Regions from separate parts of the Mus musculus genome. Here region 2 is linked to region 1. A link is a contact called in public HiChIP or PLAC-seq data. All regions are on one chromosome and are shown on one strand. The core of a region is the stretch at or near the end of the contact, and the rest is flanking DNA. Distances in the headings are between cores, read along the strand shown.

Evidence for each region. HiChIP or PLAC-seq counts read pairs in DNA pulled down with a chosen protein or histone mark.
Region 2: a contact with region 1 is called in an H3K4me3 HiChIP or PLAC-seq map of embryonic forebrain, with 4 times the contacts expected there. The contact joins the enhancer-like site here to the promoter of Fbxo10 in region 1. A contact is called at or near these places in 5 of 39 promoter capture datasets (the C10 cell line, cranial neural crest, hippocampal neurons and 2 more), 6 of 115 datasets of contacts at active chromatin or transcription factors (astrocytes, embryonic forebrain and embryonic stem cells) and 1 of 9 other capture datasets (adipose tissue).

The regions. Positions count from the first base shown.
Region 1 is chr4:45,081,294-45,087,977 of GRCm38.p6, forward strand. It overlaps Fbxo10 (F-box protein 10), which reads right to left and starts at 3,311. Exons shown (of 11, transcript NM_001024142.1): 1 at 3,197-3,311.
Region 2 is chr4:45,766,291-45,773,108 of GRCm38.p6, forward strand. No RefSeq gene overlaps it. Among named protein-coding and RNA genes, the nearest start is that of Gm12409, 5.5 kb to the left of the region's middle. Within about 2 kb of position 4,526, at least 44 of the 459 cell types and tissues checked have an H3K27ac peak or open chromatin away from gene starts, as enhancers often do. A contact at or near this core is called in embryonic forebrain and embryonic stem cells, where this site is marked.

The sequences.
Region 1 (6,684 bases), core at 2,061-4,560:
CAGGGATCTGACTGACTGGCAGGGATCTGACTGGCAGGGATCTGACTAACTGGCAGGGATCTGACTGGCAGGGATCCAACTGACTGGCAGGGATCTGACTGACTGGCACTGGCAGGGATCTGACTGGCAGGGATCCAACTGACTGGCAGGGATCTGACTGACTGGCAGGGATCCGACTGACTGGCAGGCATCAGACTGACTGGCAGGGATCTGACTGACTGGCAGGGATCTGACTGACTGGCAGGGATCTGACTGACTGGCAGGGATCCGACTGACTGGCAGGGATCTGACTGGCAGGGATCCGACTAACTGACAGGGATCTGGTCCCTAAAGGACACTGAGCAGCAATTACTACACATCCTTGGACTGTGCGGGGCAGCTCTTCCAGTGACATCACACGGCGGTCAGAGATAACAGTTGGGTGCAGCACTCACAGCTCTCTCTCCTCTGAGAGTGACAAGAAGGACCCCTCTGGGCAACAGAAGCCTCCAGAGAGTTTAGAATCCTTACTAATGAAGGCCTTGGATTACTTGGCAGAATACTAGAAAAAAATAAACCAATATGTGACTGTGTCAGTCAGGTGGCCAACTTGAGAGATTAGACACACTGGTTAAACATCTCACCCGAAACAAATGGCTCATACACAGGTGTTACTCTAGTGCCCCTTTATGTTAACAACCCCATTACGTTAGGTGAGTAGGGAAACAAATCCCCAAGCTGACAGGAGAATCCGTAGCTCGTTCACACAAAGCCCAGGACAGGCGACTTGGAGAAGGAACAGCGAGCCGGACAGTAGTGGCGCACGCCTTTAATCCCAACACTTGGGAGGCAGAGGCAGGCGGATTTCTGAGTTGGAGGCCAGCCTGGTCTACAGAGTGAGTTCCAGGACAGCCAGGGCTACACAGAGAAACCCTGTCTCAAAACCTCCCTCCCACCCCCACCCCCCCCCCCAAAAAAAGAGAGGCGGCTCATCCATTAATGGAAACTCAGGGCACGAATGCTACTGTGCTATGTGGTAATCCCTCTGTGACTGCGGCCCATTAAAGGAATACGTTTCTCTCTCATCTCCTTTGAAAAGCAGGTGAGGCATTCTTGTTGCCCAGGACACTGTCTGTCTGCCTCTGCGAGCTCAGGCTGATTCACCATCTGCATCTTTCCAGAGGTCCACGGACCTGACCCTCGCACCTGACGATACCCTTAGTCTTATACCACAGCTCCGCATCTGCATCATCACCACCATCATCACCACCACCACTGCTGCCACCATTATCACCACCACCAATGGGATGGGCCAAAAAAGGATTCTACATTCTCCCATGTCTATCTTTATTTCATTGGCTCTCATTCCCATCCCATCCCTCTTCACACTGTCACTTGTTGAAGAGCAGGAGGAAAGGAGGAAATAAGAAAAGGGAGAATATGTCTGCACTGCAACTGGAAAAAGAAAAAAAAAAAAAAACGAAACAAGCCAGAACGACAGACGAGTGACTGGTGGTTGGCCACACAGCTCAATAGCTACCGGTGCCATCATGTAAACGTAATTCCCCTGATAACCATGGAAACCAAAATGAAGGCACCGTGTTGAGGGCTGCTCTCTTTAGATATCTAAAAACAATAAGAGGCCAGAGACCAGAGAGACAAAGAAATCCAGGCATTCCAAGCCAGAGGAAATCCTTTCCTAAAAGCTCTGACAAAGTGTGCCATTTTCTCCCGTCTCCAAATCTCAGCAAGCTTCCACCAGGACTGGAGACCTGACAGGGATCATGAAACAATTCAAGCCTCTCCTGTGTGCTGGTCTCCTGGGGCCAGATGCTATGAGGCCAGCTCTCTGGGAGCTGAAAGCTTATTGTTATCATAAAACATACCGCAAACCAGCAGAGGGGCACAGACACACACAGACATGGACTCACGTGAGCACACGCGCGCGCGCACACACACACACACACACCTGTGTGTGCACATACAGACTTTTATATAACTAACATAGCTAGCTATGCAAACAGCTCCATGGGGGCAGACACCATTGTCTGGATCTTGTTGCCAGAATAAACGAACAGTTGAGTTAGAACATAGGCAAGCTCAAGCATTCTTTCTACTACCCAAGGCCAACAGTGTTGATGGCTGAGCAAAATCAAAGTCCTGGCCTCGTTCTTGGTCTAGCTTCTCTGTGTGCAGGAGACGGCTGGATTCCATGGGCTCCTAGGCATCTTCCAGTAGACAGTCAATCACCCTACTGTATTTTTTTTTTTTTTTTTTTTTTTTTTGTGATAGCACATGCCTGACAGTTTTCTTTCCCCTCAGAGGGAATCTGATACCCATCTGCTCAAGTAAATTAGCGTTCCCATCCTGCCTGACTCATTCGGTAGGAACAACAGGTTCACATGCCAATATGAAACAGAAGGCAAAGGGGGCCTGGGAAAGGGGAGAGGGCTCCTCAGCCAAAACGACACATTTTTCAGAATCACATTCACAGAGGACGGTGTGCTTACTGCGAGAAAGACGTCTATCATGGACTCCTAGATTGCTATTTTAACAATGCTCACACGGAGAGTGCTCTCTAAGGAGTCCTCAACGTTTCCTGCTTAATCCTCACAGCAACCTCGGGCCGAAGAATTCATCTCTACTTTTATTTATTTATTTTTTTTTTCCATTTTTTATTAGGTATTTAGCTCATTTACATCATCTCTACTTTTAACAGAAGCACCACCGACGTGGCTCAAGGTTGCCTGGCTAGTGGGTGGTGGATGGAACTAACACCAACTCCGGAGTTCTGGCTCTCCAAACGGCTCTGCCATCAGTGCAGGAGGGAGGCCGGGCAGGGGGTCGTCCCCTCTTCCTTCAAAGATTTGCGGAAACCGAGTCTCCGCGACTTGTTAAAACCAGACCCACTGGGTGCGCGACTGCACGCTCTCTCCTGCATCCCAGGTGAAGGCTAGCAAACCGCAAAATCGCATTCATTCTCTCAGACACTTGCAAAGCCCTGGGGCTGGAGGCGACCGCGGGTGGGTCCGGGGTGGGGGCGGACGGGGGCACAGCTCTCCCGGAGCTCCGGCAGCCGAGGCCCCCCACCTCCCGCAGTGCCCCCAGGCCCGGTCCCCGCACCCCAGCCAAACGCTGGGCCCACGGAGGGACCGAGCGGCCGGTGAGCCTGGAGCATCCGCGGGCTCCCGAGAAGCCTCCTTCCTGCGCCTCTTACCTCAGGGAGCGGCGCTGCCCGGCCGCGGCCGCGACGCCCTGGAAGCCGCAGGGCTGCCGGAGGACTGCGGCGCTCGGCCACAGCGGGGTCCGACTTCGCCGCGAGCCCCGCCCCCGGTGGCTGTCACGTGACGCGGGTGTAGGGCTGGCCTGCGAGCGCGCGCGGCCGTGAGACTGGAAGGAGGGCGGGGCGAGCGGGGCTCGGCGATGGAGGGCGAGCGTGGCCTCCGAAGGGGTGGGAACAGCATCGTGGGCGGGAACTGCCGGAGGCTCCTAGGGGCCTGGAAGCGGGCGGATCCTTCCCATCACCACTATAGCCTAACAGCACCCTGGGCTCCGTGCATATGAGCACATAGGAGCTGGAGTCACCCTGAGCCCAGCTAGAAGTCAGGAAGGACTTGGGGCCATGGGTGGGTTGTGTGGAAAACGTTTGGCACAACGCAAATGATGTGTGTAGTACCTGTTGCACCAACTACTAGTTATGGGCCCAAGAGAACAAAGCGGTGGTGGCTCCTGTTCTGAAATCCACTCTGTGGCGGAGAGGATAAACCGGAAAAGCTGTTTAAGTCCATATGTATTTAAAATTATATGAAGTACATGAAAAGAGCTCTTTGGTTGAAAACTAGGGTTTGAGGAATGTGATGACCTCATGAGAGTAGCTATGTGAAAGAGGCCAGAGAAAGCTCCTGCGCTGAGGGAGACAAGACGACTCCTAAGAAAAAATATTTTTTTTGTAGATTTTTTTTACTTTTATGCGTATTTTATGCACCTGATTTATGTGCACACAGGGGGCCCTGGAAGCCAGAAGAGGGAGCCGGAGCCCTTGGAACTTGAATATAGACAGTTGTGAGCCACCAAGTGGATCCTTTGCAAGAGCAATAAACCTCCTGACTAGTAAGCTGTCTCTCCAACCCTGTATCCCACCATCCCGAGGTCTTAGATAAAAGGGTATTAGAGGTCATCAGTATTTCATAAGCCATGATAAAGGAAGCCATTGAAGGGGGAGAATGCAGGTGTTCGATACTCTGTGCTGAGAAGACAAGAGAAGTAGAGACTGGCCTGAAGTACTGGAAGTGGATATGGGGGCACACACACGGATCTGAGACAGTTTTGCAGTAAAGTCAAATTTGGGGGGGGTGTTGTTTTATGCAGTGGTTAAGGCAAATTCAGGGTCTTGCACATGCTGAGCAAGTGCTACCCCCCTGTACCCCCTGTACCCCCCTACATCCCAGCCTTCAACGATTCATTTGTTTAAACCCCAAACAAAACACCTAGACCCAAACCCAACAATTGAATGCTGACCGAGAGCTGTTCAGCAAGCACACAGATGTAGTGGAAAGGCCATGCTTAGACGTCGCTTACGTTTGGCAAACCGATCGCACGTCTAATCCTTTGAAAAGTGGCCCATTGTATGAAACCAGCAGGCTGAATATGAATTTCAATACCCAATTAAAAGCCTGAGTTCCTGGATTTGTGCTATCAAACATTATTGTTTGTGTTGGCATTTCTCTAAAAAGGTTAGGACATTCAAAGGACAACAATGGGGCCCGTCTAACACAGCATGCTGTCTGTCTTCTTCATCTGTCCAAAGGTGCCACGGGGGCGGGGGGATTTTATTTCTTGTATAAACATTTAAACGTCAAGACAGTGGCGTTTTATTTAAGATTTACTTATTTTTATTTTATGCGTAAGTGTGCTTTGGCTACATGCATGTCTGTGCACAAGAACAGTATTTGTAAGCGACTGGTTGCTCCTCTCTTCTTACCCTCATCTGTCTGGCGCAGGCCTCCATCCCACCATGTGTGTAATGCTCTTGTCTCTTGACTTCTCTACTTCATTTGACTGGAGTGGGCTTGCTCACCTTAGCAGCCTGGCATGTCATTCGTATTTATAGCAAATGAACGAGGGCACATACAGTCTCCACGGCCATGTAGACTTTTGCTTTATAGAGAGATTAGACTCAGGCAGAGTCATTTGGCCACAGGTAACCCAACAGCTATCATCCTTTTCGGCTGCCTGCGGGTCTCAGCTCTCTTCCTACCTTACGGGGGGTCTTCAATGATGAGCTTGTTGAGAACCAAACCAGGTATTTTGTTATGGAAGTTGAAACTCTAGATCGGTTCTGTCTTCCCACTTAACTCTAATTGTACAAATAAACATTCCCTGTGCAGAACTGAGGCCTACATGTTATGTAACAGCTCCAAAGCAACACCAGCAGCTTGACTAGAGCATCATTGGGTACCCTGAAAGCTGTGAGCTTGCATCCCTCCAGTGGGATCCAATGGTCAGCAAATAGTGGTGTTCCAGTTACCTGGCATCCTAGCCTGATTCTCTAGATTTCCTGGTGATCCTCAAATTCCCTTTATATTTCTGTCTTAGTTAGGGTTTTACTGCTGTGAACAGACACCATGACCAAGGCAAGTCTTATAAAAAACATTTAATTGGGGCTGGCTTACGGGTTCAGAGGTTCAGTCCATTATCATCAAGGTGGGAGCATGGCAGTATCCAGGCAGGCATGGCACAGGCAGAGCTGAGAGTTCTATGTCTTCATCCAAAGGCTGCTAGTGGAAGACTTCCAGGCAACTAGGGTGAGGATCTTATACCCACATCCACAGTGACACACCCATTCCAACCAGGCCACACCTATTCCAACAAGGCCACACCTTCAGATGGTGCCACTCCCTTGTCCAAGGATATACAAACCATCACAATTTCTAATAAAATATTTTTCCTCACGACTGCCAAAGTTGGATTTTAATGTTTACAACTAAAAACTCAGACTCCCATAATTTATATTAGGAAGCTGAAGCTGTTACTCAGGACTGTGAACTCCAGATTCTAGTGTTCTTTCCACATGCATATCTCTATGTTCCAACAACCCACAATATTTACATTATGTATCCATGTCTCCATATCAGTTTCTTAACTGAATTTTTATGGAAGCTGAAAATAAACACATTGAGCGGCTGCCTGGGGAGGCGGCTGCCAATAGAACATCCAGTTTCAAAAGCAGAAATATCATTGTACATCTGCTATATCTTTTTTTTTCTTTCTTTCTATGTCTCTGTGGTATATGTATGTGTGTGTGTGTGTGTGTGTTTGTACATGTATGTACATGTCCATGGGAGGAGAAAGGGCCAGAAGTCACCGTTGAGCATCTTTCTCAAAAGCTCTTCGTCTTCATTTTTTCTCCCTTTATTGAAAGTAGATTGTTTTCTCATACAATATATCCTGGCTATGGTTTCCCCTCCCGCTACTCCTCCCAATTCCTCCCACATCCCCTACCATCCAGATCCATTCTCTTTTGTCTCTCATTAGAAACAACAACAACAGACTGGAGAGGTGGCTCGGAGGTTAAGAGCACTGACTGCCCTGACAGAGGTCCTGAGTTCAATTCCCAGCAACCACATGGTGGTTCACAACCATCTGTAATGGGATCTGATGCCCTCTTCTGGTGTGTCTGAAGACAGTGACAGTGTATTCACATAT
Region 2 (6,818 bases), core at 3,276-5,775, 690 kb after region 1:
GGGCCAAAGGAGTTGAGGGGGGCACCCCCACTCCCACCCCATGACCTCTGTCCTCTTAAAAGGGACAAAGTGACTTGAAATGTTATATAATATTAAGATGGTGTGATAAAAAAAAACACTCGCTCACACAGCGTGGCAAGCACAAATGAGCTCTTGGGGTGATTTGTCTTTGGGGTGATCTGTTTGATGACTTCAAAGAAGTCGGGGCCCAAGACAGAGCTGGGCCTCTAGGTGCTGGGGGTGGGGCCGTGCTCAGCCAGTTCTTGCAAGAAAAGCTCTTTTCCTGGGCCTTGTCCTCAGTAGAAAGCCTCTGGTAGTGTATGAGATAAACAAGAGAGCCAAGACCCCAGTGACCCAGACCCCAGTCACTTGAGCCTTGTTGAGGCCTCTTCATCCCCTCACCTAGACCTCACCGACTATGAGTCGGCCTCTTCAGCCTGTCACCCTCCCCTCTGCCCTCCACACAAGCTACCAGGATGCTTTTTCTGATTCATATCTCTGCTTCTGCCATGTTCCCACGCCAACACCTTCCATGTTTTCCCGTCACCCTCTGGACGGAGCCCAGTGACATTTGTCTTCACTTAACATAGGCAGATATCGCTACACCCTAACTCTTGCCTCAGATCTCACCCCCACCCTTACCCCCGCCTCTCCAGCATATACCCAAAGCTCCTCCCTCATTCAACTCAGGCCTGGACTGTAGCTGCCACTCCCTGGCCAATAGATGTAACTCCATCATCTGGTTCAAAGGGTTCTGCAAGATCCCCACCAAGCTGTACGCCAACCATTTCCAGTTACAAAGCTTTTAACATAAATGATCTCATTTAGCTCTGGCTCTTCTTGGGGTGGTTGTTTGACTCCTGGGAAACAGGAGGTCTACGGCTCAGGAGGCGGGGACTCTGCCTTGTAGAGGCACCACTGGATAGAGGCAACGGTTCCCAGGATCTATGTAACGCCTCTTGCTTTTACAAAAGAGGAAGAGGTACAGAGACATCAGATATCTGCTTGTATCCCAAAGCTACTGGATGATGGACTAGGTGGATCTAGAGACCTCATCACCAAGCTGAGTCCACCACACCCAACAGCCAACAGGCAGCCATTGACTAGGCCCCAGGAATGGGATTTTTCTGGAACATTGTTTAGACTGTGACAGGAAGCTGCTATTAAACCAGACAATGGATGGCCCATGACTGAAGTGACTCCACAGTCCTTGATGGGGGTGTCCATGTTCTAGGAGCAGCTCTGTGGCTTTCTGTACCAGGTCTGTGATAACTAATGGGTCCTGGTGGCAGGGAAGGGCCTGAAGCCTAGAATACACCCTACAGTTCGGCTTTGGTGACATTGAGGGCTTTCAAAAGGTGCAGGGTGATCCTCCAGTAATGTCTGAAATCACCGGACAGGAGAGCAAAAGGCACTCTCGGGAATTAACTCCCGTTATTGGAGAAGTTCCCTCACAGCAGAGGTTTGCAGCCCTGTGCAGCCCAGCCTTCCATCAGTACCTTTGGTCCAAAGGGAGGGAGATGGCTTTCTATCCGAATCCCATCTATCCTGCACACAGCCGCCAGGCCTGGGGTGGCCTTCCTCGGCTTTCAAAGAAGAGATTTCTGCAATTCTGAGTGTAAGGCAGAGATCTCATCTGGCATGTGTCCAGGCTGAAGGGGTTGAAATTTCTGTTCTCCCCAGGGTAGGCTGGAAGAGCCTTGCCTTTGACAAGGCGGTAAAACATCTGTGTTTACAAGAGAGATAAGGAAGGAGCTGGCAGCGGTGGGCCTCTGCGGCTGTCTCTCAAAGGTGTTGCCTCGAAGCGCTCAGAGGAGAGATGCCCAGGAAGGAGCAGCCTGTGCCTGGCCCAGGGTGATGATCTCCTATTGCTGCCTCCTAGATTCCATTTCCCCTCTCCCACACGATGCAGATTCTGGCAGGGGGCCCAGCCTGGACTTGCTCATCTCACTCGGTGTTAGATGGACTGACTTGTCTGTGAACTTCATCCAACACTTAGCTTTCCATGATGATCAAACTCTTAACCCTGCCCTCCTGCTATTTCCCATTCTCTCAACAGTCACGTGGTGCCACGCCTCTTCAGCTCATTGCACAGCCTACCTTGACTGCCTTGGCTGCTCCTCCGGCTCTCACACTCCTTCATCCTAGCTGAATCCAGCTAAAAGTCTCCCGTGTTCCTAAGCATGGTCTTTCCCAGGCTTTTCCCACTGGCCAGATGCAACTCCCATCCTCTCCTGCCTGTCTTTCAAAAGCCACATGGATGACATCAATGTCTTTGTGTGTCTGTTTGTCTCATGGGCTCTGCCATGACGTAGCCATCAGTGGAAGGGAAACTCATCTTTAGGCATTAGTTTCCCTATCTGTGACAGGGCAGATGAGTTCTATACGTGACCTATACATTCATTTGGCGTCCCTTGTGGACTGTGAAGGGCAGCAAGCACCTCTGAAGACCCCATGGACCTAGCACATCGGCTATGAGAGACGCTAGAAAACAGATCTCTATACACTAGGTAATCCCCATGCTTCCAGCCAGCCAGGGATATCTACATGGGTCAGCTGGACATACTGCTATGAAACTCAGAAAATGCAGGGGAGTCGGAGGTCACCTCCTGGCCTGAAGCCTCCCTTGGCTGTTCGAGGGAAGGCAGGACTGTGGAAATGTGCGGTGTCTTCCTAGCAGGGTTCTGCTGTCTGTGCTCCACGTCCCTGGGTGCTGGCAGAAGAGCTGAAACGTCTCCTGTTAATTGTCAGAGTGAAACAGACAAAGAGAGGTGTAGAGAAAGCATGGTGCTCCACGCAGTCGGTCCTGTAACGGAGGAGGATGTTTTGTTCTTCCCAGAGCGGGACACACGGCTCAGCAGACCCTGCGGTTTTGCCACTGCAAACGAGGACCCTAACAACTGCCTGTCCCCTGAATAAAGGCTGGAGTTGCAGTGTAGTGGGCCGGGTGCTTGCCAAGCAGGCATCAAACACACGGACAAACACGAACGCCTTGGGTTTGTGTTCCCCAGTGCCACATAAGCTTGGCATGTCCGATGATGCAAGATCAAAAGCCAAGGTCACCCTGGGCTGCATAGTAAGCTCAAGGCCAGCCTACAGGAGACTTTGTTGTGAAAACAAACAAACACCACATCGAGCAGGCAAGCAAAAACCATGAAGGGGTTGGGGTGAAGCAAGCCACTTTATTCTCATTTACAAACTGACTCCACAGTTCAATTTCCCACCCACCGAGCACCTGTTCTCCCTTCTCCAAATCTTGAACTCCTGCAAGCTGCAGTTTCTCATTAGGACAGAGAACTCTCCTCTCAGCCCAGAGAGCCACCTGCTACAGGATTCTAGTAATAAAGATGAATAGTTATGTGCTGTGAGGAACTCACACCCCCCAGCCACAAAACCAGCCTGACATGCCAGTCCTGATCACACTGTGGGCCAGAGGGAAAGCCTCTGCGTCTCCAGGAAAAGGTCCCTCCTCACTACAGTGTAGTGTGTCAGGAATTTGGTGACATCTCCTGACTTTTAGAGGTAAAGCAAAAAAAAAAAAAAAGGGACTCAGAAGTGAAGTCACTTGTTCAAGGTCACACAGATAAGCAGTCAGATTTGGTTTCAAAATCAACTTGCTGTTTGAAAATGTGGCCTTAGGTGGAGGTCTCCCTTCAAGGTCACCCGGGTGGACTCCACTCTGGCAGGGCTAATGGACGATAAACAGAGGTCTGGGAGTGCTGGCAGAACAGAACTGAATTGCACCTGACACTTGAAGGTAGCTGATGGACAAGTGATTCACACCAGAGCCACAGTTTACATTGTCCCTGTAGTGGCTTCTGGGGAGTGGGGCAGGCAGTTAGAATATTCCAGTCCCAGCGGGAGGCACAGGGGCAGACTCTTAGAAGGAATTATTAACACCCAAGGAATTCCTTCGGAACAGTAGGGGGGAATAAAGATTCTTAAAAAAAAGGTCTAATAGCAAATTTTCTGGATTTTCCAGCTAATTTGAAGGTACCTACTTGGAACATTTTCTTGTCAGAAAAGATTTTAAAATACATTCATTCAGTGTGACATGATAATTGGGCCTGGCTGTCTGATGAATGCCTTTTATCTCTTCCTGAGCTATTGTTCAGTGGGATGGAGCCGATGGGCTGCAGGCTGCAGCCAGCACTTGGTTAAATGCACTCACAGAGCCACTTTCAATGATTCTGGTCACAGGAGACAGCGAGACGCGAGATGGAAGCTTATGTGAGCAAGTGTCCGGAAGAGGAGGACATTAAGTGGTTAGAGAGGGCATTTTCTCGAGGCACACATGAGAAGACCAGGGTCCAGGGAGCTGCCAGTGCCACTCAACATAGGGGTTGCATAGATCTGTGTCTCCTGAGCCAGACCCCAGGTCCCTGTATCCTACCTCTTGAGGGGGTCTGTGGAAAAGATGCAGCAGTGGGCAGCTTACGTCTGGGAGACACTGCCCGGTCAGTCCCCACCTACCCCTGACCTCCCCTGCACCAGAGACCCCGCCCTCTGAGCTGCACAGCAGGACTGGGTGGCCCCAAGGGCTGTGCTTTCCTGGTTGTGTGTTCTTAGCTCTGCCGCTTCATGGAAGCAGCTGTCTTTATGGGCCCTTTTTCCTCTTGCCTTTCACATTTTCCTTCCTTTAACCATTTTGTTTTTACAAAGGCAAATTTCCAGACCTGGCCACCTGACAGTCATCTCCACCTTTCTTTATCACCCCTAAGAAAGAGGGGTTTGTTTGGATTTTTTTGTTCTTCAACTTTACGCCATTTCTCCCCCATCCATGTTTTTCTGTTGAATTTGCTTCAGAAATTCTTTGTAGGAACCAAAGGCGCTTTAGAGCGTCTCGGAGCTTTCCATATGTTAATAAGGTGTTTGTAGAACTGTAGCTGGGGTTTCCTCCTTGTCAGAGCAGGGCTATCCTTCCTTTTAAGAGACAGCTTGTCCTCAAAAATGCCCTTCATTAACATTTAACGAATAGTACAGTTTCCGTTGGGATTAAGAAGTTGACATTTCCATTGTTTTTCTTAGAAAACAGCACAACATTAGCCATGCCCTCGAGGGACTGCATTTTCCACCAAAGTGAGATAACAAAGGCCTGGGCAAGGAGTCCTTACCTGGCTGGGTGTGTTGCTATTTAGACATGCGTGTCTGTCTGCGGCTCTTCCCGTGCATAATCGCATCTCTGCATCTGAATGTGTGTTTATGACATTTTACACGTGGCTGTGATTGTCTGCCAATAGGTAATTGGCTATGTATAAATCTGGGCTGGTGTGTGTGTGTGTGTGTGTGTGTGTGTGTGTGTACTATTCACAGTTGTGAATGTGTGCTGTACCTGACTGTGTTCATGCATACATTTGTCTGCATATGTTCTAGGGTGTCTATGCACATAGAGAGATGTGCAGACTTATGTGGAAGTGGGTGCTCTGGGTCTGGGAGTCTGTGTCCCCAGTGCCTGGGTGTGAGCTCCTGTGTGTACAGAAGTCTTTGTCCTGTTTGCTTAAGTGTTTGGGAGGCCCGAGGATGCCCAGCTTTGTGTTCAGAGCCCCTTATAAACATAGACCCAGCGCCCTCCGGTGGACGTTGTTGGAATGCAGCCACAAATAAAACAAACTGGCATGCTCAAAATTATGTCCGATTCAAAATAAGAGTTTCTGGTTATGTGCAGGGCAAAGCTTCTGGGGTTTTCCTTGAGAAAGGGTGTGTGTGTCCAGGCTTATGCTCCTGGATTAGGGTACACGCTCAACAGAGAATGAAGATAGCAGGCTCAACACAGGCAGCTGTCTCATGGTGACATTGTGAAGGGGCTCTTTTTCTGGGGTGGGGACAGGATCACTGGGCTTCCTCTCAGCCAGAAGGGTCAGAAGCGACCTCGTGTGCACACTCCTGAGAGCTTGCATGCTCTATCAGCCTCCTTGGCACCAGTTCAAGGGTATCTCTAGCCCATTGCCCCTCAGGTACCTTATAAAATCCTCCTAGTCTAGGAAAGGGGACCTTCAGCAGAGATGGTATGTATGCTTGTTTCCTATTGCTGTCAGAAAGCATGGGTCATCAACTTAGAGGTGAAAGTAGGTCACCTGTCTAAAACGGAAGAGCAGATGTAGTGGCTCGTACCTGCAAATTCATGTTTGGAAGGCAAAGACAGAAGGGCCACAGCCTGGGGACTGACTATGCCTTCAGCATGCTGGCCTTTGAGGGGACAGTCAAGATCAGAACCATAACAGCAGATTATGTAGTTGTAATAACAATACTTGCCTTATTGGGCCATTGAAGGAATACCAGGAGACAGGAGAGGGTTTGGTGCAACGACAGGGACATTCCACAGCACACATGGGGAAATTACAGGGTTTGTATTCTCTCCCTCTACTATCCTGCTTCTGAGGACAGAACCTGGGTCATCAGGCTTAGAGGCAAGAACCTTTAGTTGCCAAACTACATCACAGGTCCTGTCTTTCTAGTTTTGTTTTGTTTTGTTTTGTTTTTGCTTTTCTTCCTGGGTTCCAGGTGAGCAGGCTTCTACCACTACGTTCTATGCTGCCAACATAATAGAGCCAACTCTATTTGTCACGGGACAAAACCGTGAGCCAGAATGAACCTTCTTGGTAATCCAGAGCCTCTGCCACAGGCACAGAAGCCTGACTAACACCTCTGCCAACCGGAAATGATACTCTAGCGTCACATGCATTACACATCTCCGCAGTAGTGGAGACAGACTTTGAATCCCGCATCATCAAATCTCAAAGGCACGCTCTTCTCCACTAAGGGATATTGATATAAGACTCAAATCTCTGTCTTACAGACAAAAAACAAGGCATTTGGGG